3 separate regions of the Mus musculus genome follow, and regions 2 and 3 are each linked to region 1. Evidence: chromatin contacts called from public HiChIP or PLAC-seq data. All regions are on one chromosome and are shown on one strand. The core of a region is the stretch at or near the end of the contact, and the rest is flanking DNA. Distances in the headings are between cores, read along the strand shown. Region 1 holds the start of Tmem132e (transmembrane protein 132E). Region 2 overlaps Rffl (ring finger and FYVE like domain containing protein). Region 3 has its middle 52 kb from the start of Gm11426.

Region 1 (4,382 bases), core at 792-3,291:
GTGCTCTGGGACACCCTAGGCCCAGGGACAGCCGGGAGCCCTAGATAAAAGGCTCACAGCTGGCAAGACGCTCCAGAAGGCCTGCCTAGGGCAAAGACTTGGGAAGCAGACAGTTCTGGCAGGTCAGGAAGAACAGATCTGTGGCTGGGCCTGAGAGTATGCTAGTGAGTAGCTGGGACCTAGGGACAGCAACTGAGCTACCCAAGGGCCAAAATGACCTGGGAATGGAGCTCCAACAAGGGCAAGAGCCATGCTTAGACAAGAAGCCTGCTAGGCTGAGCTTTAGGACTCCACCAGCCCCACACAGCTGTCTTACCCTTACCCACTGTCAACCATCCTGGGGGGGGGGGCGGGATGAAGATTTCTCTCTGGCTGCATCCCTAGTCACAACTCCATACCTTATTCCTGCTGGTCAATGCCTGCTCATTGCTCCCGTGAAGAATCAAGAGAAAAGCAATCCCCAGGGAATCCAACCAAAGGCAAAACAGCTTACTCCACAGCAGGAGAAACCCAGACACCCAGAGGAGCTTCAGCTTGTTCCCTTCTGCCTCCTAGCTCTTGGGCCCTATGATTCCTTGAGACCACTTTCTCTTTACTCTTTCAACCTTGAAAATACACCCTACTCGGGGCGAGGGGCGCGGAGGGGGGTTCGTTGCGGAGCAAAAACGAATTAAGAGACCGTGGGGAGGTTCACAGCACACTCAAATCAGGCTGCCAGGGACTGCACAGATTCGGGCAAAAGCTGACCACTACAAACGGACGGTTCTCTCAAACATCCAGATGGCTCGCTCCACTAAGGCCTTCTCCAATTCTGTCCTTGGCTCACCCTCTCGGGAGTGGGGCATCAGAGTCTTATATCCCTAGCTAGTCCTTTGCTGGTTGGGGAATTGTCCCGGGTCAGCTGGTTTCACTTGGGCGCAGCAGAGGGCCGCTTCCCCGCCGCCCCTGCCCCCTTGCTTCCACAGCTCCCTTTCTCTCGTTTAGGTTTGCGCCCCTCTCCTCCTGGAGCATCTCCAGCTTGCGGAAGCCCGCCGCAGCGCCCTCCTGGCTCATCTTGAGTTCCCACTCTGGGTGGGGGAGGTTGTCCTACTACCCCCTGCCTCCAACCTTCATATCCCCCATCTCACTGCTGGGGCGCACCATCCCCGGGTTCCTCCCTCCGTCACCCCTTTCCGGCAGAGCCCAGAGCCCAGGGCGAGCCTGGGGAGCAGACGCAACAGATTGCAGAACGCTGGAGCGCGGCCCCGCTGCCTTCGCGCGCCGCCAGTCTCCCGGCCCGCGCCCGCTGCCCAGACCCCCGCCCGACTTGCTCTGCGAGCCGGCCGGCCATTGAGATGCTGCTCACAAGCCTCCCGGGCCCCAACCGTGCGCGTCCCTGTCCTAGGCCCGCCGCAGGAAGCCAGACAGCCGGCGGCACGGCCCGCACCCGCCTGCGCGCCGGGCCCGGAAGCCGCGATCTCGCCGGTCCCAGTGGTCCCCAGCCCCTCGCGCTGCATGGGGAGCTGCGGCCGGGTACCCGAGACTCGACCTAGCTGATCTCTCGCACCCCTCTAGATATCCGTGAGCTGACACGCCCCCAGGGTCTCGGGTTTTTCCCTGAATTCTAACTCTGAGACCGAGGAATCTACCCCCCCCCCGCCCCAATCTCCCCTGGACCGACCTCGGTCCCCTCAGCGGACTCCCGCTGCAGCCGGGAACCGTGCTGGTAGCGACGGCGGAGAGTCCAGGGGAACACTGGGATGAGGTGCTCCTTCCTTCGGTTCTCTCTGCGCCCCCTCCAGGGGCGCCCGCCGCATCTTCACCCCGAGTCTGCGCCGCGACACTTACCGTGGGCGAGCAGCACAGAGAGGCAGAGTAGGGCGGCGCCGCGGCGGCCCGACATCCCTGGGGCCATGGCCGAAGCGGGGGCAGGAGGGGTCCGAGGGTGTAGAGATCCACGGCGAATTGGTCTCAGGCTGGGCTCGGTCGCCTCCAACTCACTGGCGCCCAGCTGTGTCTGTTGAGGCTTCGGGGGCCAGAAAGCGCAATTCGGGGACACTTTGAGGGGAGGGGCGTCCCGGGCACCACCGGCTACACCCTCGGAGCCGGCGGGGGCGCAGCTCGGGGCGGGAGGAGTCTCCACCTCCCCGGGCTGGTGCCCCCTGCAGGATCTGCGAGGAGAGGGGGGAGCCGCACGTGCGGTCCCAGGGCCCGGTGGCCACCAACGTCCCGGTGGCTGCCGAGGGCCGCGTGCCGAAGCCCCTGGCCTCGCCGCGCCGCTCAGATCCGTACTCGCTCGTAGGTACAGAACCCCAACGCGAACTCGAATCGCCTCGGTTTCGGTGGTAACCCCACATGCACAGCGCGGCTTTCTTCCTCTCCCAAGCGCCCTGCAGCAGTAGGGAAAATCCCAGGTCGGGAGGAAACGGATGATTTCTTTCGCAAAGAGAGAAAATCCAGGCAACTTTAATCCATCCGGGGAAGGAAAAGTTTCCTTGCAGGGATGAGACAGGCGACGCGGGTCGCCACCACCCTAGGCGACGCCCAGACGAAACGTCTGAGGTGGGGGACCAGATGTTTGTCCCTTCGCAGTGCTCGGTCTTGGACTCCAGCACTCTCTCCAGTCTCGACCGGGGTCTGCGCTAGCACAGGCCAACTCGGCGCCGCCTGGCCAGGCTGGGGTTCGGTGGCTGGAGCAAGGGTGGAGCTCTAGGCACTCGCTGCCCCATGGAGATGAAGCTAGGAGAAGCGAAGGAGCGGAAGCGCCAGCTAAGGCGCCCCAGCTCGAGCCGTTTCTTCCCAGAGCGTCTCCTCCAGTATCCAGCCCGTAAGCGTTGTAGGATGAGAGATGGGGTGGTCAGCCCTCGGCAGCACCGGCTACCCTTTTCTTTCCTCTCCGGTAGGGTGTCGCTGTCTCAGCACAGGGGTACCTTGCCCCGCCTCACACCTCTCCTCGCTTTCCCGGGGGAACCTACACAAACCTTGAACTTTTCCGAGGTTCACAGTCTCCGATCCCTCGTCCTACCCATCACCCCCGCCTTGCCCCTGGACACCCGCTCGCCCGTTGCCTCGGTGCGGCAGGGCACAGGCTGTCGCTCTTTCGGAGTCAGTCTGGGCGAGTAGATCGCCGCTCCAGTCCCAGCTACGGGTGGCAAGAAGCGGGAGCGCGGCCAGTGGGCTAAGGCAACCGCACCTGCGCAGCCCCTGGCCGGAGAGGCAGCAGCGGGTACCTAGGCGGCCTAGAAAAGATAGAGATGCCGATAGGGGTCCAGCTCTCCTTGGACGTGGGGTTGGGGAAGAAGAAGAATCAAGGACCAGAGGAAAAAAAAAAGAGGCGGGGGAGCCACAGTTGACCGAAGCAGTCGCTGCCACCTCCACGGCGCTCCTCGGTAAATGGTTGAAGAAAGACACACACACACACTGATGCTCGCTGCCCTCCTCCTCGGTCCGGCATCCAGCGCCCACCAGGACCGTAGCGGGCGGGCGCCCAGCTTGGCGCGCTCGCTCCCTTTTCCTCCCTCCCCTCCCAGATTCCCCGTGATCACGTGGCCCCGGAGCGCGCAGCCCACGGCTCGCGCGCCACGGAGACTTCCCCCTCCCCCGGCTCCCCTGTCTGTCCACGTGTCCATTCCGCATTCCCAGCCTGGGGGCGCGCGCGGCTCCTTAATGAGAGCCGGCCCAGGGCTGGCCTCGCCGTTCAGTTCTACTCCGCTTTACATTTAATTTTTTTCCCCCTCTGAGATTAAGGTTGGTGCGATCCGAGAGGGGTCGGTCGGCTGCTGCGACTGCGGTTCTCCTGAGCAGACGCCACAGCCGAAGCCGACCGAGGTCCCTTTTCAGGGAATGCCAGCTCCCCGCAGGGTGCCGGAGATGTTTTCGGTGGTTCTATCCGAGGCGCGGGTAGGGGGCAGCCTCCCACAGCCTCTGAGTCCTCCTGGGTCTGCAGGGCACCCGGTGGGAATCAGACAAGCTGCCGCGCCCAGCTCCTCTGGTTGGAGCTCCTCGGGTAAGAGGCAAGGGGCGCCGCTGGAGGCCGAGGAGAGACTTGCCTCTGCCTACAGGTTGTTTTGCAAACCTCTGAAAGGTGTCCGGGCGCGGAGGTGGGTGGGTGGGTGCGAGAAACTGCCCCTCTGTACTCTCACCCAGTCATCAGCTGAAGAGAGGGGGGTGTGAGGCAGACATTCACTCCCACCATCGCGCCTTTTCCATTAGAACGCAACCCAAATCAGACCCGACCGTCAACCGCCAATAGTCAATCAGGCATGAGATCAATGGCAATGATCTGACAGCATTATTGGATGTCACGAGGGAATCCTGAGAGGTCTGATCTCTATCAGTCCTACTCTGGAGGGGCAGTCTCTTGTCCCATGGGCATAGCCCATAGTGAGAGAATAGAACTTGAG
Region 2 (4,382 bases), core at 1,395-3,894, 460 kb before region 1:
TGTGACCCTGGAGAGTTGTTTTATGTTAGTCTGTGTAGGGCTTATCCTCAGTTACAGAAGGATTCTCTGGAGTGTGGCTGGTGAGATAATAGGGGGACGCTGCTCTAACGATGCTATGCGTTATCCTTTGAGAAGGACTAATTAACACACTGTGGGGAAACTTGCCTTTACATACCTCCAGCTTCTAAATGGGCAACACTGACCAGGAGGGAAACCAGCCAGTGTTTGTAATACTTCCAGTGGCTGCCCTTCTGGAATGTCGCAGTTCTTTAGAACTGTGTGAATGGAACCAAACAGAACGTGTTTGTTGGCAGGGAGTAAAGTAGCAAGTTTTAAAGTCAGATTCTGTCTGCATGTATTTCTTGTTTGTTGGTTTGGGTATTTTGAGACAGGGTCTCACTATGTAGCCCTGGCTGTCCTGGAACTCACTGTGTGGACCAGGCTAGCCTTGAATTCACAGAAAGCCACCCTCCTCTGCCTCCAGAGTGCTGGGATTAAAGTCGTGTACCACACATGGCAGGTTTGCCTATGCATTTTAACCTAGCATTTATTGACTGGCAGCTCCATCCAGAGTTCACGACATCTGAAACGTACCTTGAAAGATGGAGGAGGCCAGGTGTAGGGGTTGTGAATGTCATTGCCAAGAGTTTCATGCATTTCTTCACCAGAGAACAAAAGGATCTGATAGGAACTTCAGTTTCTTGTCAAAGAATCCGGAAGCTAGGGTCATGGCTCAGTGGGTGAGAGCTCTGGCTCTTTTTCCAGAGGACTCAGTTCCTAGCACCTACAGTACATGGCAGCTTGCAGCAATCCATTAATTAACTCCAGTCCCAGAGGGTCTGATAGCCTCTTCTGGCCTTCTCAGGCATCATGTGCAAGTATGGTGCACAGACAGGAATTCAGGCAGATACCCATCACAGAAAATTAAAGCACCCAGATTGTGAGGCCTTGATCTTTGTGTGTGTGTGTGTGTGTGTGTGTGTGTAATACCAATGCCAATTCTAGCCTGTCAGGGTTAATTCAATAATAATGAATAGCTCTTAATGAGCCAGTTATTCTCAAATTGATTTATAAATAAACAGGCTAATAAGAAAGAATTGGGGCTGGAGAGATGGCTCAGTGGTTAAGAGCGCCGACTGCTTTTCCAAAGGTCCCGGGTTCAAATCCCAGCAACCACATGGTGGTTCACAACCATCCTTAATGAAATCTGATGCCCTCTTCTGGAGTGTCTGAAGACAGCTACAGTGTACTTACATATAATAATAATAATAAAATCTACAACCTGTATTTCTAAAAAAAAAAAAAAGAAAGAAAGAAAGAATTGATACACATTTAAGGACTTTGCTTTTTAAGGACGAATACTAAGGCCAACCTCCTATGTTCCTTAGGTATTCCAAAAATATGACAGTAGATGTTGTTACTTTAGCAGGGAGTTTGGCAACTAGGGAGGTAGAAAAGGACCCTGCTAGTTTTGTTTTAATGAGAGAAGTCTAGTTGTCTAAGGAAATAGAGAGGTCAGAGGAGGCTGGGTGGGAAAAGAGAAGCCAGCTGGTTAGGGCTGATAAAAAGTCAGCGGTCGGATTCCACCCGCCGCCAGGGACTAGGCTAGTTCTCCCAGCCCCCTGACCCCAATGTTACCCTTTACAAAGCAAAGCAACTTGTGTATCACCCTCCAGGGAAAATCTTCAGAGCTGTGAGCCTGCTACCTGCAGCAGCTGGCTGTGGGGAGCCTCAGGCTGTTCTGAGATGAAATTTCAGAAACTGGCCACCAGAGCTTCCCAGGTAGGGGCTCTAGCAGTGGGGGAAATGAGCTTCACCTGGCTCTCCCCCACCCCCAGGTGAATCTACCTTTGTCTCTTTGTTAGGCTGCAGTCGGTTGCTGCTGGCTCGGCTGGGCTGTTTGGGAAATGGGAGTTTTGCTGGCGTGAGTCAGCACTGCCCTGGGTGAAGCCTGAGCTCTGTTGCAACGTTGCTTACCAAAGCTCCGTCCCCAGGCGGCACCATTCACTGTCCCTGAGAGCAGCTGCTGCTGGCCCCTGAGATGATCTCATCCGAACATGGCTCCAGCGACCTCAGCCGCAGCTTCTTCGGGCAGCCCACTGTCTGCTGTGGCAGTGTTTTGAGACAGGCAAAAGCAGGTAACCCCAGATGGTTTTTCTTGGTTTCCTTAAGCAAGACTAGGCTGGGGGTAAGCACTGGAGAATTGTGCCTTCAGATGTGAATCAGGGCTTCTCAGTCCGGGAGTCTAAAGCCAGCTCTTCCATCTTCGAAGCCCTTAAGGGGGACACGTGTCCTTTCTAAGGGGATCTGGGTGTGTTAGACCTGAGCAGACCAATGACGTTTAAAAGCTATGTAGCTTCAGTCATATCTTAGTTCCCCTTTTCTGTTCTTTTTGTGTCTTACGAGAAACAGTTCGCTCAAGCTAAGTTAGAGTGAAAGGAAAGGCAGGCAGGTACATTTGCTCCCCTTCCTAGTACCTGGCTGCTGAGCTGTGGGCAACGCTGTCTACCATGGCTTCATGCCCACCATCCTTCCTCTGACCCGATGTGAAGAACAGCCTCCTCTCATTCCTGGTTCTGTTCGGGTCCCCGCATGCACGTCTCTTTCCTGTCCTTGCCTCTAGACTCTGTCTAAGTGACCTGGCAGGGTCATCTCTGGACACTCTGCCTCCTCCCCTGCGCTTCTCCCTGGCTCCAGGCTCTGTACACGTGTCTCAGAAACACCTGGGCAGCTCATTTAGCCCAGAAGTCACTTCTTGAAAGCAGCTGCTTACTTTCCAAGCCTGGGTGAGGCTCCTCCAGAGAGTATGCTATGGCTGCAGCCATAGAATGGGAATGTGGGAATCTTGTGTATTTTGTCACACACCACACTGTGATGGTGGTACATGGTTTCCTGCTCACGCTTCCCTGAACTTCAGCAGGGAGCCTTCACTTACCACCCCACCCCCACGCCCTCTGCCCTGCCTTCTATCCCGCCTGGCTGGCATACTACTGAGTGGTTCCCCAGCAGGCTTCATTTTCCCTTTCTCAATAGCCTATCATTTTTTCACTATCATAAATGTCAAGGTGCTGAAGGCTTTGACGTCTCCCATTCCCTCCAGGACCCTCAAATATGTTCATAAATTCAGCTACCCTCATTATATCTTTCTAGACTAGCAGTATTTCTCAGATTTGAGCCTTACTGGCAATTGGACAAACCTTGACAAACTGCTTGAGAGACATAGCCAAGCCCCCTCCCCACCCCAGTCCCGCTATCAAAAACCGCATAAGGTCACCGCGTACACAACTATACTGAACTCAGATGAGACAGGCAAAAGCAGGTAACCCCAGATGGTTTTGTTTCCTCAAGCCAGACTAAACTGGCTGTAGAAACTGGAGAACCCTTGGGCCCTCAGATGTGGATCAAGGGGTCTCAGTTTGGGAGTCCAAAGCCAGCTCTTCCATTCTTTGAAGTGATCCTTAAGCGGATGTTAGACCTGAGCAGGCTAGCCATTGTATACAAGGAATGTGGCATATCTATTGTCTTATATGCCATGTATATTGCTGTATGCTTGAACGTTGTTAATTATACCTGCCATCCTTTCATTTGTTTTTATATTCACATCCTCTAAATGTGGAAGACCTGTGGTTGCAAAGACCGGCTAGCTATATTGGAATACTGGTCAGAGGGCTTTCCTTCATCCTCAGTCACGGCTTTCAATGACAGATAAAACAAAATTCCCGTAGCCAGCCAGCGTGGCGCACGCCTTTAATCCTAACATTTGGGAGCCAGGAACAGGTGGATCTATGAGTTCAAGGCCAGCCTGGTCTACAGAGTGAGTTCAAGGGCAGTCAGAGCTACATATTGAGACCCTGTCTGGTGGTGGTGAGGGACAAGCATTTTTCCCCTTTATTTTTATGTGTATGGGTGTTTTGCTTGCATGTATGTATGTACACTATACACATACATGCCTGGTGCCTGCCAAGCCCTGAAGAGGGCATCAGATCCCCTCGGACTGCAGTTATAGTGAGTCACTATGTGGGTGCTGGGAATTGAACCAGGGTCCTCTAGAAGTACTTTTAACTGCTAAGCTGTCTCTCCAACCTCAGGAAACAGTTTTTACTGTTTTCTTTAAGCATTTTGTTTTCTTTAAGCACCCTACTGGCTTAGAGTTTTGTTTTGTGAATACTTACAGGCAGGGCCTGCCTTCTTCAAACATAGAGAATACTCTTTCCTAAGATGTCACATACCAAAGACAGACTGGTGCGAGTCCTGCTCAGAACTCTCATGGTTAGCTTCGGCAGACCCCCATCTTCTCCACTTGTTGCCCAAGACTTCTTAAACCATTGCTGCTTACCAGGATTTGTAAAGCACTTCAGACTTGACTCTGTCTTGTGGTTCCT
Region 3 (4,382 bases), core at 1,290-3,789, 300 kb before region 1:
ATATTTATGGCCACCCTGGGAAGTTAGCAATTACAGTCCCCTTTCCCATTTCTGACATATTCTTTTTTTTTTAATTTTTTAAATTAGATATTTTTTTCATTTACATTTCAAATGCTATCCCAAAAGTCCCCCATAACCCCCACCCCCACTCCCCTACTCACCTACTCCCACTTCTTGTCCCTGGCGTTCCCCTGTACTGAGGCATATAAAGTTTGCAAGACCAAGGGGTCTCTCTTCCCAATGATGGCCGACTAGGCCATCTTCTGCTACATATGCAGCTAGAGACACGAGCTCCAGGGGGTACTGGGTAGTTCATATTGTTGTTCCACCTATAGGGTTGCAGACCCCTTTAACTCCTTAGGTACTTTCTCTAGCTCCTCCATTGGGGGCCCTGTGTTCCATCCAATAGCTGACTGTGAGCATCCACTTCTGTGTTTGCAGGCACCGGCATAGCCTCACAAGAGACAGCTATATCAGGTCCTTTCAGCAAAATCTTGCTGGTGTATGCAATGGTATCAGCGTTTGGAGGCTGATTATGGGATGAATCCCCGGGTGTGGAAGTCTCTAGATGGTCCATCCTTTCATCTCAGCTCCAAACTCTGTCTCTGCAACTCCTTCCATGGGTGTTTTGTTCCCAATTCTAAGAAGGGGCAAGTGTCCACACTTTGGTCTTCGTTCTTCTTGAGTTTCATGTGTTTTGCAACTTGTATCTTGTATCTTGGGTATTCTAAGTTTCTGGGCTAATATCCACTTATAATTGAGTACATATCATGTGAGTTCTTTTGTGATTGAGTTACCTCACTCAGGATGATACCCTCCAGGTCCATCCATTTGCCTAGGAATTTCATAAATTCATTCTTTTTAATAGCTGAGTAGTACTCCAATGTGTAAATGTACCACATTTTCTGTATCCATTCCTCTGTTGAGGGACATCTGGGTTCTTTCCAGCTTCTGGCTATTATAAATAAGGCTGCTATGAACATAATGGAGCATGTGTCCTTCTTACCAGTTGGAACATCTTCTCGATATATGCTCAGGAGAGGTATTGCGGGATCCTCTGGTAGTACTATGTCCAATTTTCTGAGGAACCACCAGACTGATTTCCAGAGTGGTTGTACAAGCTTGCAATCCCACCAACTACATTTCTGACATATTCTTACTAGGTAACCGAGGCTAAACTAAGCAGTAGTCCTTCTTCTTCAGTATCCCAAGAACTGGGATTATAGGTATGTGGCATCATGCCTGCATCTATACATTCATGTTGCAGATCAAAACAAAACAACAACAACAAACAAAAAACCCCACCCAAACAAGTTCAAAGAATTTGAATGTCTGAGGTGTTTATGTAAAAAGTATTTAAGAGCTAGAATTTGAACTCAGGTCTCCCTATTTACTTGGGCACTAGGTACTATTCTGGAGGGAGGGTTCTTGGCTTGATGAAGTTGTCTCTGGTCTCAGGAGAAAGGTGGATACAGGGACTAGGCATTTGTCTTGTCTCAGCAAGTTGCTTGTGACTCATTCCTTGACCTTAGGCCAACCCCTTGCCTTCTCTGGGCTTCATGGCTCTAACATGCTAACCTGTGAATGGCCCTGCTGAGCAGATATCCTATGGCTTTTCCTAAGAAGGGGTCCTTGTCCATGGCTATAGCCCCACTACCATAGATATGGGGGCTCTGAAAGACCCTGCCTTAGCTAAGGGCAGAACAGCTCTGGGAACTCCCCAAGACAGAGCCAGGAGAAAGTCCATATATTTTTTTCTTTTTGGTGATTCCCAGACTGAAGGAGCCAGATCCACACTGTGGCTGGTGTCAGAATACAAGGGGGGGTGCCTACCTCTGTATGGAGAGAGCCCCTCCCCACCCCACCCCCACTGGGAGGAGAAATCTGAGATGCAGACAGGGAAACTGATTTACCTGCCCTGTACATCAGAGCTAGCCTCTTAGCAAGTTCCAGGCCAGCCTGGACTACATGAGACCCTCTCTCAAAAATATAAAACACAGCCACACAAGATGGCCCGGTGGATCTGAGTGTTTACAATGTAAGCCTGATTATCTGAGTTCCACCTCAGAACTCACATTTAAAAGGCTGCACGTGGTGGCAAGCATCTGTAATCCTAGAATACATTTAGAGAGATGTGAGGTGGAGTCAGGAGAATCTCCCTGAAGCCTGAGCACCAGTTAGCCTGGACTATACCCTCCACGTGATAGAAATACCAAGACACCCTGTTTCAACAAGGTAGGGGGAGAGAACCGACTCCCAAAAGTTCTCTAAGAAGGGATCCTTGTCCATGGCTTCTTAACCTCCTCACATATCGTGAGCATGCCCACCATGCTAACAATGATAAATAAATACATAAATAGTATACGCAACCAACAAAAAGCCCGAGGCTGGCCTCACGGGAAAGGACAGCCATCTCCAGACTGGAGCTGGCTCTGAAGCAAGGGCTAGAGGTTTTACTGTTGATTGGGCCCAGGCTCCTTGCTGCAGATTATGTTCCAATGGTGCAAAAGAGCAGCTGGCTTGAGTTTGAGGAAACCGGGCTTTGGGCCAACAGAAGCACAGGCATTTGTCTTGCGGAGATGCGCTCTGTGCTGTGCTGTGCTATGCTGTGTTGTGCATCCCTGACCTGCAGCTTTCAGTGTCTGTTACCCAAAGACTCCTTTTCCACACCTGCTCTGCCCTATTTTCTCCTGTAATGGTGCCCTGTGCACATCTCTTTCTGCCCTGGACAACCAGGCCTCCAGCCAGGCTTCGGGACTCAGCTTGAGAAATCTTGCTGCAGCAGGAGAGCTCTTGGTTGGATCTCTGAAAGTACTTCTAGACCACTGGAGGCTACGAGATGGATGGGACCACAGAGTCAGCAGTCCAGGGCGGGAAAGGGGTATGTCTTCTCTGGCAGTGTCCTGACAGTGCTGGGTGAGAGATCTGACTCTGTCCAAGTTCCACATCCTAATTCGGGGTTTAGAAACTCCCGGCCCCACCCCAGATCTAAGTTCTCTCTTGACATCATTTAAGTGGATTTCTCTCTGCCTCAGGGTGAGGTTGAGGATCATGGAGATAATCCAGCAAAGAAATCCTACACAGCCCACACCCTATCCCGGTGCGGAGGAGATTTCAGCCGCAGAGCCCAGAGACCTCCTTCTCCAGCTGCCTGTTGGGGGCAGCCTTGTCCCACGCACCCTCTGCAGATCCTCTAGTGGAGACCACTGGCTCCCAGGGTTAGGTGGGGGCTCTAGCAGGTGGAAGGAGAAGGGCAGGGTCCCTTACTCCCTTCCCAAGTCACATAGGAGGGAAGTAGATCTTGGCCTTTGGGGCTCAGGGCATTCTGGGTGTTGGGCTGTGTATCTAGGGAATCCAGAGGTCCAGTTTTGTGCCCCAGGGAAAGGCCCTCTTCCAGACCTTGGAGCTTCTGGTGCCTGTCTACAGCTACATTAGGCCTCTCTCAGGTATGGCCTTGGAAGCAGATGGCAGCAGCAGATGGCTGCCTGGGTGGAGAGAGAGGGAAGTGCCACCCTAGCGTACACAGAGCAAGGTGTCAGCTCACTGCCCGTGCCCAGTTACTAGTGCTAGAGGGGCGTGGGATCTGGGTAGGCAAGGCAGGTGGCGGCTGGGGAGTAAGGGGTAGAGGGTGGGAGGGTTGGGATCGAAGCAATAGGGAAGCAGGATTAGCCAACATGGCTGTAGCCGGCTCAGCTCACTGGTAATTTACTTATCCTCTCTGTGCCTTGGTTTCCTCAGTTATAGAGTCAGGGACATCAATCACACTTAGAGGGCCACTGTGAGGGCAAGGGAAGGACCATAAAGCCCTACAGTAGTGCTGCCGATGCCAGCAGAATTGTATCCAGTGTCACTATTCCTTATACCCGCACACCCTGGGCTCCTTACAGAGGAGCTGCCTGGAGTACCCAGGAGTCACGCCTCTCCTTGGATGGGCACATAAAAGCTTCAGACATGGAGGTGCAGGTGTCATGCAGAATTGCTCAGAATCCTGGCATCTCTTATGCACGTAAGAATGTCTACAATGTATGCTTTTTCAGAAAAATTATTTTCTACGTATGAGTGATTTGTCTGCATGTGCACTGCATGCATGCCTGAGGAAGTCAGAAGAAGGCATTGGATTCCCTGGTCCTGGAGTTACAGATGGCTGCGAACCACCATGTAGGTACTGGGAACTGAACTCTCAAGTCCTCGGCTGGAGCAACAAGTGCTCTTCAGTTCTGAAAGCTCTCCAGGGTTTCTGAGATAGAGTCATGTAGCCCAGGCTGACCTCAAACTTGTAGTACTCCTCTGCTACCACCTCCAAGTGCCGAGCCTTATAAGCATGTGCCATTGCACTGGGTCCTGTCCCTTTTCTTAAAAGTGGCTCTTAAGTTCTCTCCAGC

What was found. HiChIP or PLAC-seq counts read pairs in DNA pulled down with a chosen protein or histone mark.
Region 2: a contact with region 1 is called in an H3K4me3 HiChIP or PLAC-seq map of forebrain, with 5 times the contacts expected there. The contact joins the enhancer-like site here to the promoter of Tmem132e in region 1. A contact is called at or near these places in 7 of 115 datasets of contacts at active chromatin or transcription factors (SST interneurons, astrocytes, embryonic basal ganglia and 4 more).
Region 3: a contact with region 1 is called in a RAD21 HiChIP or PLAC-seq map of pro-B cells, with 19 times the contacts expected there. The contact joins the enhancer-like site here to the promoter of Tmem132e in region 1. A contact is called at or near these places in 1 of 39 promoter capture datasets (embryonic stem cells), 4 of 15 datasets of contacts at CTCF or cohesin (hippocampal excitatory neurons, large pre-B cells, pro-B cells and 1 more), 21 of 484 Hi-C or Micro-C datasets (cerebellar granule neurons, cerebellum, cerebral cortex and 11 more), 23 of 115 datasets of contacts at active chromatin or transcription factors (the 230-238 cell line, VIP interneurons, astrocytes and 13 more) and 1 of 9 other capture datasets (embryonic stem cells).

The regions. Positions count from the first base shown.
Region 1 is chr11:82,386,559-82,390,940 of GRCm38.p6, reverse strand. It overlaps Tmem132e (transmembrane protein 132E), which reads right to left and starts at 2,041. Exons shown (of 9, transcript NM_001304439.1): 1 at 1,828-2,041. The coding sequence starts at 1,894. Gm38577 (a long non-coding RNA gene) reads left to right here and starts at 3,501. Exons shown (of 3, transcript XR_880073.3): 1 at 3,501-3,985.
Region 2 is chr11:82,843,508-82,847,889 of GRCm38.p6, reverse strand. The region is part of intron 1 of Rffl (ring finger and FYVE like domain containing protein); the gene reads left to right. Among named protein-coding and RNA genes, the nearest start is that of Rffl, 26 kb to the left of the region's middle. Within about 2 kb of position 2,644, at least 227 of the 459 cell types and tissues checked have an H3K27ac peak or open chromatin away from gene starts, as enhancers often do. A contact at or near this core is called in SST interneurons, astrocytes and forebrain, where this site is marked.
Region 3 is chr11:82,683,073-82,687,454 of GRCm38.p6, reverse strand. No RefSeq gene overlaps it. Among named protein-coding and RNA genes, the nearest start is that of Gm11426, 52 kb to the right of the region's middle. Within about 2 kb of position 2,539, at least 35 of the 459 cell types and tissues checked have an H3K27ac peak or open chromatin away from gene starts, as enhancers often do. A contact at or near this core is called in cerebellar granule neurons, cerebellum, cerebral cortex and 2 more, where this site is marked.